2 separate regions of the Gossypium hirsutum genome follow, and region 2 is linked to region 1. Evidence: chromatin contacts called from public Hi-C data. All regions are on one chromosome and are shown on one strand. Each heading gives the region's core, a stretch centred on a gene start, on an enhancer-like site or on the middle of the called end of the contact. The rest is flanking DNA. Distances are from core to core; before and after follow the strand shown.

What was found. A called contact is a pair of places that touch in the nucleus more often than the background predicts.
Region 2: a contact with region 1 is called in a Hi-C map of leaf, with 2.6 times the contacts expected there. The contact joins the promoter of LOC107956987 here to the promoter of LOC107957043 in region 1. A contact is called at or near these places in 18 of 34 Hi-C or Micro-C datasets (anther, callus, fibers and 3 more).

Annotation. Positions count from the first base shown.
Region 1 is chrA05:84,372,983-84,378,366 of Gossypium_hirsutum_v2.1, forward strand. LOC107957043 (mitochondrial import receptor subunit TOM20) reads right to left here and starts at 1,416. Exons shown (of 6, transcript XM_016892476.2): 1 at 1,111-1,416; 2 at 947-1,025; 3 at 656-825; 4 at 508-555; 5 at 10-105. The coding sequence starts at 1,206.
Region 2 is chrA05:84,528,436-84,534,138 of Gossypium_hirsutum_v2.1, forward strand. LOC107956987 (transcription and mRNA export factor ENY2) reads right to left here and starts at 1,321. Exons shown (of 5, transcript XM_016892413.2): 1 at 574-1,321; 2 at 394-481; 3 at 192-286. The coding sequence starts at 575.

The DNA.
Region 1 (5,384 bases), core at 166-2,665:
GAAGATTGCCTTTGTTGAATTGGAGGAAGTAGAAGTAGAAGGTCCAGCCCCAAGCGTCTGTTGACCTAAACCATGCTTAATGATTTCCTGGTGTAATTCTGGAGCCTGAGGAAAAAGAAAAGGATGCTTTTAATACAGAAACAATTAAATGCACTCGAGTGAAATAAAAGTAAGGAGGACCACAAAGAACAAACTGCATACGGCTCATTTTGAACTTTGAACTTGATACCTCCCCTCACAGGCTTTAAGCGCAAAATTTCTAATCAATTGACCGTTTACAAACTAATCAACAGTTAACATTTCCTAATATATGTATCACTACAAATCCATCTAAGAAGTAATGAAATATAATACATTCCTCCCATCAATATTAAACAAGGTCCACGCCACATTTTCACAACAAAATACAATAAGTTGTAGTAGCTATTAAAAGATATATATCACAAGAAACACGGAGCATTACCCAAGATTCATTAACCCAATATAAAGAAAAGAGAGAGGAAATACCTTGGCAGATATTTCTAAAGACTTAAGGTAAATGTCATTGCTCGGGTCCTACATATATGCATCACAAAGCAAACATGTCAAGAAAGTATATACATAGTCAGAATCAAAACTATGGCGACCAACATTTACTAAATGAAAATTAAATTACCTCATCGACTGCTTGCTGGAAATATTGAGCAGCCTTTTCGAAATAAGGCCTTGCCTCGTCCTCCTTGTTAGTCAGAAACGCAAAAGAAGTCTGAGCATTTCCCAAGCACCATAAAGCATCATGCTTTCTAGGGTTAATAGATAAAGCCTCCTCTAGTTTCGAAATAGCATCTATTTAAAGAAGAAAAAAATTCATATCTAATCTAAATTAGTTGCTTTACCAATTACAATAAATTTCAATAGCCAATAAAACAAATTATTGGATTCAAAAAATATATATATATTAAAGAACCTTGAATCATTTTCTGAGAATCTGGAACGCTTTGAAACTGAGACAACTCCAGTAAAGCTCCGGCCCATCTGGTCAAATTCTGCCAAGAAAACAAGATTTTAAACAATAGCCAAAAAATCATTTTAATTAGAAAAAGAAAAGATCGAAGGAAGCAGAAAGCGAACATCGGCATCGAGAGGATTGGAAGCGTAAGTAGCCTCGGAAATTTTACGAGCTTGCTCGAAAAAGAGCAACCTATCGAGATCGTTGGACATTTCCATGGCTTTGGTTTCCGGTTAAATCTTTAGTATGAATTATCTGTACGGACAAATGTTAGAGCGTATCCAAATCAAGACTCCGTGTCTTTGGAAGGAGCCCTAAAGACTTTGACAGAGTGAATCTTTCTTTACTTCAGCATCTGCAATATTCTTATTTTATTTTCCTCCTTTAAAATTGGGCTCTTTGAGAATGGGCTTCTTGTTCTAAATGAAACCTTTGCTACAATACAACCACCGTTAGTATTTATTTGGATCTTTATTACACCTAATATTTCTTTTTGCTTCAGTGCACTTAAACTCACGTCTTTTTGCATTAGTAATAATATCTATACCAATCGAATTAAGACTCAATCGACGAATCATAAACAATTTTAAATAAGTAGTTTTCGCGTTTGGAGTTAAATGACATTTTTAACCTTTTTTTTTAAGAATTTAACTTTAACTTATGATCCATTCTGTATTTTATGTAATATTTATTTTCGGTATACAATTGTTTTTCTATTGAAATTTATTTCAAGTATATAATATTATATATTTAAATTTTAAATGATTATATTTTAATATGTAAAATATAGTTTATATATTCAAATTGAATTTTAAAATATTTAAATTTATATTTCATATATCAAAATATTAATAAATGAGTTACAATAAATTATTTTTTATATCCTTATTAAAGTATCATAATATTAACAAATTTATACATTATTTAATGCATATTTTTACTTTACAATATCATGTCTGAAATAGATATTTTATTTTTCAAAAATATTTTTTGACAGTAATACTAAACACTTTAATTTTAAGCCAAATTTTTTAAAAACATTTTTTCATATCACTTTTCAAAACCATTTTTCAAAAGTAATGAAAAATAACCCTAAATCTTTCCCCTTGAAAGTTTAGTTGTAAAGCAAGTGTCTCGCTTGAATTTACTCACAAAAATGTACTCAAAACACAAGTTCCTAAATTGAACAAAGATAAGTGCTCTTAGTTATGTTCTACCTAGAACAAGCCATTCATATATTAGAGTTTTAACTTCCTAAGATTAAGGTGGTCAATTTCATTCCAGTATCAACCGAAATGCTTTGTTTCGACAATAAACCAGTGTTAGGTTTGTAAAATAAGTCTAAAAATAAAACTTAATAAACCAGGATATATCATGTCAAATCATCAAGAATAAATCAAGAACAAAACTAGATGCAAAAGCGTACCTAAATCCTTGAATTCCTTGAAATTTTTTCGGATCTTGGGGATTTGATCTTCCAAATTACCACACAAAAAATTCAGAGAATATTTGCTCTCTCTTTTCTAAGGATGAGATATTAGAAAAGATATATTGTTGTGTAATTTAGGGACCATAATCCTAATATGTATAACCTTGGCATATTAGTTCTAATTCCTAATTAACCCATCATTAATTAGAATTTGATTAGAACTCAATTACTAGAGTATCTACACATATTTGACCCATACTTTATTTAATAATTCAAGCCTGATAAAACTTTAATCAAATTAGATCACTTTTATTCGAGCTAACCTATCATGATAGTAAATAATAACATGTAATTATCCTTATTATATATGTGATGTCCATATTTTCCAACAATCCCCCACTTGGAGCACATATATATACTAATTACTCTATAATTACATGTCATTATATAACCTTATGAGCTCAAAATTTTACTATCATATCCAAAAGGTATTCCGAACAATCTTGTCCATTAATTATGTTAACATAGAACCAAGGCGACTTTCCTTACATATATAGTAACTAAATCCATCCATGGTCACGTATATTTACACAACCAAATGACATAGATCAAGTATGGATGTGTAGCATGGGAATTATATGCAATATGATCTAAACATGTCTATTTCCAACTGATCCTATTTAGTGAGATCAAACCTTACCAAAATCAAAGTGTGAATAAACCAAATAAATTTTATTTCTGCAAAAAATAAACTTAATATCTTTAAACTGAAATAACTGAAAATGTGTCTATAACATAAAAGCATTTAAAAGTACAAACTCCTACTAAAACCAAATATCCTTTAAATGACATTACACCCATATAGGTAGTGTGCTCTTATAAAACTTTAGGTGTAGTTCCTTAGTAAGCATATCCGCAATCATGGAGTTTGTCCTAATATGCTTTATAAGCACCTAACCACTCTGAACTTTTACTTTAATAACTAGGAACTCAAAGTTTATGTGTTTTTACTTTGATGTGCTCCTATTGCTATTGGAATAAAAGACTGCAATTTGTTTTCACAATTTGCACCTTAGTGACAAAATCTTGTATCCATATTCCATCAAAATCGGAGTCTATATATCTGATGATCTCTAACTAATTAGACCTCCGATATCTAAGCATGTAATCTTTTGTTTTCTAAAAATACCTTATAACCCTCTTAGATGCTATCCAATGTTCCAAACCAGGGTTGCTTAAAATATTTGCCTAACATCCTAATAGTGTACATAATATTCCAATGTATACAAACCTGAACGTACAATAGACTTTCCACTGCTAAAATGTAAAAAATCTAATGCATTTTTGTAATCTCAAAATCATTCTTAGGGCATTGATTGAGGCTATACTTATTATTGACAAACAGTATGTCATTAACATATAGAACCTTACTCTCACTAAACTTTTGGTATATATGATTATTAATAAAATTCATCTCTAAATCGAATGAGATAATCATTTGGTAAAATTTGTAATATTATTGACGAGAAGTTTGCTTAAGCCCATAAATGAAGTTATTTGAAAATCATTAACTTTGCATCATTAAACACAAAGCTTTCTGATTGCACCATATAAATGTATGATCAATGTTACCATTGAGAAACCATTAACTTAATATTCATCTAATGTAGTTTAATGTCAAAATGTTCACTAAAGCCATTATAACCATTTCTCTAGTGGACCTTTTTAATGACATTCATTCTTGAGGTTGTTGAGTTTGTTCTTCTAGAACAATTACCTCATTTTGAATAAGGGGTTGTTCAACATTGTCTTATTGATGTTCTAGATTCACTTCTTAATCAATAATAGGTATGAGAACCTAAACATCATCAAAAGTGATAGTAGGAAATGAGTTAGAATTCAATTCCTCATTAAAAGCAATATCTCTAACCTTATTTCTCCCTCCAAACTCAACATCCTAAAAGAATGTTGCAATTCTCGTCTCAAAAATATTTCTAATTGTGGGATCATAAAACTCATAGCCCTTAGATCGCTCAGAATTTCCTTAACCCTTAACTTTATAGACATCAAAGAATTCGGAAGTGATGTCATTTCAACCTTATCATTTTTAGCAAAACGTTTCTCAATTTCATCAAGGAAACCTTAGCCTAAGTAATCTTTTCAGATTCTGTGCACCTAAAGGCTTCTGAAATGCTGTGCTTCATGATCATTAGAATCTTGCAATTTGAATGATCCCACCTCTCAAAATCCCTTTTAACATATGGGGTGCTTTCCGCAGTGAGAGGTGCGAGTGGTTCTTCCCTTAGTGCAAGGTCTATGTTCATATAACCAAGCACTATAAGTAAGTGTCTTTTCCATTCATTGAAATTAGTCCCATTAAGCATGGGTATAGAATTTATATTAGTAGATATTGTGGCAGTAGAAAAATGAGTTAGTTGAATATAGAACAAAAAATAAATAAAAATAAGCTCATATCAATATTCATCAGTAAACAATAAATTCAGGATAATGGCTAATCCCATAGCAAGATACCAAACACAACATTAATATCAAGTCTTTGAACAACAATATTAACAGTAAGTGATACTCTTGTTGTAGCAATCAAACATTGACAGTAAATTATATCAAACAATTAATTAATCTTTAGACTAACTTATTGCTCACATAAAATACCTTATTATTGTCACACATTTATCATCAAAGATGTCGTTGAAATTCTGCCAAATATTAACTTACCTTTGGGTCAATTAATAAACGCATGAATCACAAAAATATATAATCATCTTGATATTTCAAATAAACTGATCTACACAAAAGAGGTCACTTTGGCGGCATTTTGTTTCAACCAATCTATTTAAAATATTGACATCCTTAATTAAAACCTAAAGCCAAAATCTGAATTTATTTGTTTCAAAATATTTCTCTTAATTTCATCTTTAAATCAAATTAAAAGATAATAGTATATAT
Region 2 (5,703 bases), core at 71-2,570, 160 kb after region 1:
GGATACTATGAATTTTAATCCTTAGATTAATTATAACTAAGCCAACACAAAAAATGATAGGTTAAACGATTAGAAAGAAGATCAATTGCAGATAAATACACAAATTAATATTTGAAGCAAGGCAGTTCAAAGTTTAAACAATAACTGGATACAAAGGAGACAGTAAAAATAGTGGGGAAAAGAAAAAAAACCTGCAAAGAGCTTTCATCTCATCCTTCCATCCACATTCTATAAGTCTTTCTCTTAACATTTCCATTAATCTCTCTTTTTCCCCGCTTTCAATTAACTACCAAATTCAATTAAATCATAGTAAATAAATAAGAACCTCCCCACCCCCCCCCAAAAAAAAAAGAAAAAAGAAAATATGAAATAATAAAAAGAAGGGAAAAGAACCTTGATATTAATAATTTCTTGAAGGATGGGTTCATTCCCTTGATCTTCTGCACCATCAGGGGTTGGAGGCCGATTTACTGAATGTTTCCTGTTGAGGGATTTTAAAAAAAAAAATTAAAGATTCGATTTTGATTATGATTTAGTTAAATTGAAGAAAAAAAAAACAAGAAATTTACTTACATGATGTTAAATTAAATCTCTCAAAATAGAAATGAAAATTTGTGAGGAAATTGGAGAAATTTTTGTACTTCGAAACAGCTAGAAACCAAAGAAAAAAAGAAGGGATTTTAAATTTTTTTCCTCGGCCTACACCGTCACCTAGAAACGACAACGTAGGGGATATTTCAGACGAAGGAAGTATTTTACCAGATTTGCCCCTAGATTTAGTTGCATTTTACAAGGCCATCTCTTGAAGCCTTTTTCAAGGATGGACACAGGCCCTTCACATAAAGAATTCCATAGCTGTTAGCTTGTTAGGCCTTAGATTTAGATACTGCCTTTAGTATAAGAATTTCGTTGGAACTCTTTTGATATTAGAGAAAGATAAATGTAGGACCCTAACCCTCAGATCTTACTAATATGGAACACCTATGAGGCTATGACAACAAAGTGTCCAATTGCCCATCCATGTATATTGGGTAGCTGTTTTTATGTCTCTCTTTGTTTTTTTTCATTGAATTGCAGATGGATTCAGCTGCATATGTCCAACTTGAACAGGTGCTAGATATTTGTGGAACCTAAGAGCCATTTCCAAACACTCGATGGGACTGAGTTCATGTTCGCGTGGGGCACTAGGAACAGATAAATAACTTGGCTAGCATCCTCAAGTATGTGGCTAACTTTCCTGATTGTGCAAAGAACAGTATTACGTAGTCCCGGTAATGCTGTTTTAGTGGTTTCTTATGTAATCTATGGAAGAAAATTGAGTGGTTGAAAACTTTGCATCTTGGTCGCTTTCATATTCTGTGTTAAGATCATGTGACCGTCACTGTTCCCTAGTATTGCTAATTTAATGCTGTTTTTGAGGCTCATATTGTGCCATCCTACAATAATGGCATCTGCTGAAAAAAAAAAAAAAACTCTCTCAAGCAGCTCTAGGGTAGAGGTGATCATGGGCCGGACCGGGCCGGGTTTGGGCCGAGCCCATATAAATTTTCAGGCCCATCTATTAGACTCGGGCCCGGCCCGGCCCGAAATATGGGCCTAAAATTTTGCCCAAGCCCGGCTCGAAATAAAATTACTAAGTCCGAGCCCGGCCCGGCCCGGCCCATATTAAATTTTTTTTATTTCATTAAATAAAAAAAGTTTAAAAATATAATAAATCAAATATATTTAAAAACATAAAAACAAATATTAAAACAAATAAAAATAATACTAAAACAATTCTTAAAACAATACACAAATTAAAAATATAATAAAAAATAGTTATATTAAAAATTTAAAATAATTAAAAATAATATATATATTAATATATAATTCGGGCCGGGCTCGGGCCAAAAAACCCTTACCCGAGGCCTAGCCTGTTTTCTAAACGGGCCTCGTTTTTTTGCCTAAGCCCATTTTTCGGGCCTATATTTTTACCCAAACTCTCCCATTTTTCGGGCGGGCCTTCGGGCCGGGCTGGGCCGCCCAGCCCATGATCAGCTCTACTCTAGGGTCATTGGTATGATAATGGGATTTCCTTGTCTTAGCCAAGTAGTCAAGTAGCTAAATTGCTGACTGTTGTATAGAAAGCTGCATCTGTGGCCAGGTCTCTCCCCCCCACTATTATTGTCCCCCACTCGGATGACATGTATGCAATCTACCTATGTTGCCTCAACCTTTTATTGTTCTCGAAGCATTAAAATTCGACTATGGTACCTAACTTATATCCAAACATGAGTATAACGATTGGAATCTACCCAATTAAGCAACAAACTAATAAAAATAGTGGAAGAAATTGAAAAATTAAACACACAAATTTAACGTGAAAAAATTCCTCCAAAGAGAATAAAAAACTACGGATAAAGATAATTTTAATATAATGGCAAAAGAACGAATAGTACAAAAGATGGAGATAAAAATTAAATCTCAAAACCCGAAAAAAAAACCCTCAAAACGTAATCACAAAATTCTCTAAAAGTGTTATGAGTTATAATCTTTTAATGGGTGTGTTTTCTAATGTTGTAAAAGAGCTTATTTATAAGCTAAATTTATATGTCAAATAAATTATGCTAATAAATGCTTAATATATTATACTAATAAATACTAAATCTTGTAGAAAGAAAATATATTTTGTTTAACTTAACTTGCAAGCAATCTCTTATATTAGTTAATAGGAATTTGGGTCACACAACTCTAACAATAGATAAATGATGTTTCCAAATATACAAAAAAAAAAACTTATTGATGCTGCCAATTGCAATATTTAGTATCAATTCACATTGCAACTGAACAAGTTATAATTTGTTTATTTTGTTTGCATAATTGACTGAATTAAAGCGTTTCTTTTTGTGCATCTTTTTAAGGAATCTCATGTAGCAAATTTCATGATTAATACTGAGGAAGAAATTCAGTCAACCACGTACAATTCAAAGTAATCTAATGTGATTGGCTAACTTTATTTATAAAGATATGCAATCAAAAAAGTTCAATTGTAAGGGATCTTTACTTTATCTCATTCCATAATGAAAATTTTGATTGAGACGAAATCACATTGGTTAATTCTAATTACACTAGTTTGGTTTACAAGTCTACAAAATGCTTATATAAAAGAGACTTTTTACGTTTTGTGTGTGAAAATTAAAGAACTTACTTTATTTTTTACTCTAAACATTTGCAAGTGTTTTTATGTTGTAAAGAAATTGTTCTATCAATTTGGACTAAGCTTTCACAAGGGAAAGTACTAGTGAGAGAGTTAAATCTTTTATAATTGTACAGGAGTGAGGTTATAATTAGTATGAGTGAGGTAGAGCTTAAATCATTTATTGTACTATTGATATTATAGTGGATACTCTGTAGCAAAGCTGACACACGTAAAATTGGATCCGAATTGCATAATCAATTTACTATGGTCCCTATTTACATTCTCAGTCTTTAATTGTTCAATTAGTTACAACTTAAATAACAACTAAATCCACAACTCAACACTTTCAATTGATATTAGAGCTAGATACCAACGAATTTGGTTATGATATTGCTTTTGATTTTCTAAAACATGGAAGGAAACACGATCTCCAAGACACCCATGCTCATTGGCTCATATTACACCTATTGAAAAATATATATAAGGGCATTTATCAAGTCAATAGGCAAGAGAGTGTAGAGAGTTGTTCTTACAGGTTAGGAACCACTACTTGATATTGTTAATGGTGTCAGTGCTCTTAAACCAAATAATACTTGGACCACTAAGGATCTTAAAATGTAATTTTTAATAGTATATATTCTAGGAATATGTATATATTTTAAATTTATTTAGGTAGATAAATCTTATTTAGGTAGATAAGTTTTATTCATATTCTAGGAATATTTTTATTTTATCTTTTAGTAGTTTATTAGAGTAAGGGAACTATTTTCTTTTATGTTTTAGTAGTTTATTAGAATAAGAGAACTATCTTCCCAATTAGGATTATGACCATTTTCTCTATTTAAGTTCAGTTCTTTAGTTAATAATAGAGAACAGTTTTATTAAAAGCTCTCTTGAAAACTTTCATGGCATCTGAGTTAGGTTAAATCTCTAGTAACATCATGGTTAAAATAGCCTTCACTGGAGATAAGAGGTCCAGCAATCAAACAGAGGAAGAAAGTTCTACCGTTGAAACAACTACTGAGAGTACAATAACTCAAGGGACAGAAGCCTCTCACCTTTCTTTTCAACTGACATCTCACAAGTTGAATGGCAAGAATTATCTGGAATGGTCATAGTCCGTAAAATTAGCAATTGATGGGCGCGGCAAGCTAGGTCATTTAAATGGAGAAGTCGAGCAACCACAGGTAGGTTATCCAAAGATGAGCAAGTGGAGGTCAGAAAATTCTATGATAATTGTGTGGCTTATTAATTCCATGGAAGCATCCGTAGGTAAACCTTTTCTTTTTCTCCCAACGGGTAAAGATGTTTGAGAAGCTGTGAAAGACACCTATTCAGATTTAAAAAATGCTTCACAGATTTTTGAGTTAAAAATAAAACTTTGGAAAGCTAGGCAAGGGAAAAAAGAAGTTACTCTTTATTGTAACGAGATGATGTCTCTTTGGCAAGAATTGGATCAGTGTTATAATGATGAATGGGAATGTCCTAGAGATGGTGTAAAAGCTATGAAAAAAGAAGAGAATGAAAGAGCTTATTTATTTCTAGCTGGTATAAATAAAGAATTTTATGAAGTGAGATCTCGGATCCTAGGAAAAAAATGCTTCCAAAACTTAGCGAGATTTATTCTGAGGTTAAAAAAGAGGAGACAAGGAGAAAAGTAATGTTAAAGCTAGGGTTTGAAGCCAATGATGATAATTCTGCTCTTGTAACTATTAAAAATAATGATGATAGTGGAAAAAAGAAAAAACCTTGGTGCGATCACTGTAAAAAATATTGGCACACTCGAGAAACGTGTTGGAAGCTCCATGGAAAACTGACAAATGGAAGGAAAAAGAGTGGCAATGGTTGTGGTTCACAATTAGGAGATAGCAGAGCTTTTCAAACAACTAATGGAAATTATGAGGGCTAAAGTTTTCTGGAAGGGTCTCCATTCACTAAGGAACAATTAGAGCATCTACACAAGTTTTTTCAATCACCACAATTTCGAATAAATTCTTCTATTCCTAACTCATCCAATAATCCTTCTTCCTCTTTTGCCCAATCAGGTACTGATTTTTCTATTTTTTTCAGTGTCAAGCCTTGTAAAACAAACAAATGGATCGTTGATTCTGGAGCTAGTGATCACATGGCTAGTAGTCATTTTCTTTTTTCAACTTACACACCTTGCGCAGGAAACAAAAAGATCAAAGTAGCAGATGGGTCCTTCTCGGCAATAGCCGGGAAAGGCACTGTTAAAATTTCATCTTCCTTGGTTTTACAAGATGTTTTACATGTGCCAAATCTAGCTTGTAATCTCATATTGGTCAGTAAATTATCCCAGTCCTTAAATTGTCATGTTATATTTGACTCCTCTATGTGTAAGTTTCAGGACATGGTCTCGGGGACGATGATTGGCAATGCTAAAGAATTTGGTGGAATTTACTTTCTTGAAGACTACCATCTAAGTCAACTAACAACTACTTTATGTTTAAATTCTGGTTCTGATTTTGATAAGGTTATGATTTGGTATTATAGGCTTGGACATT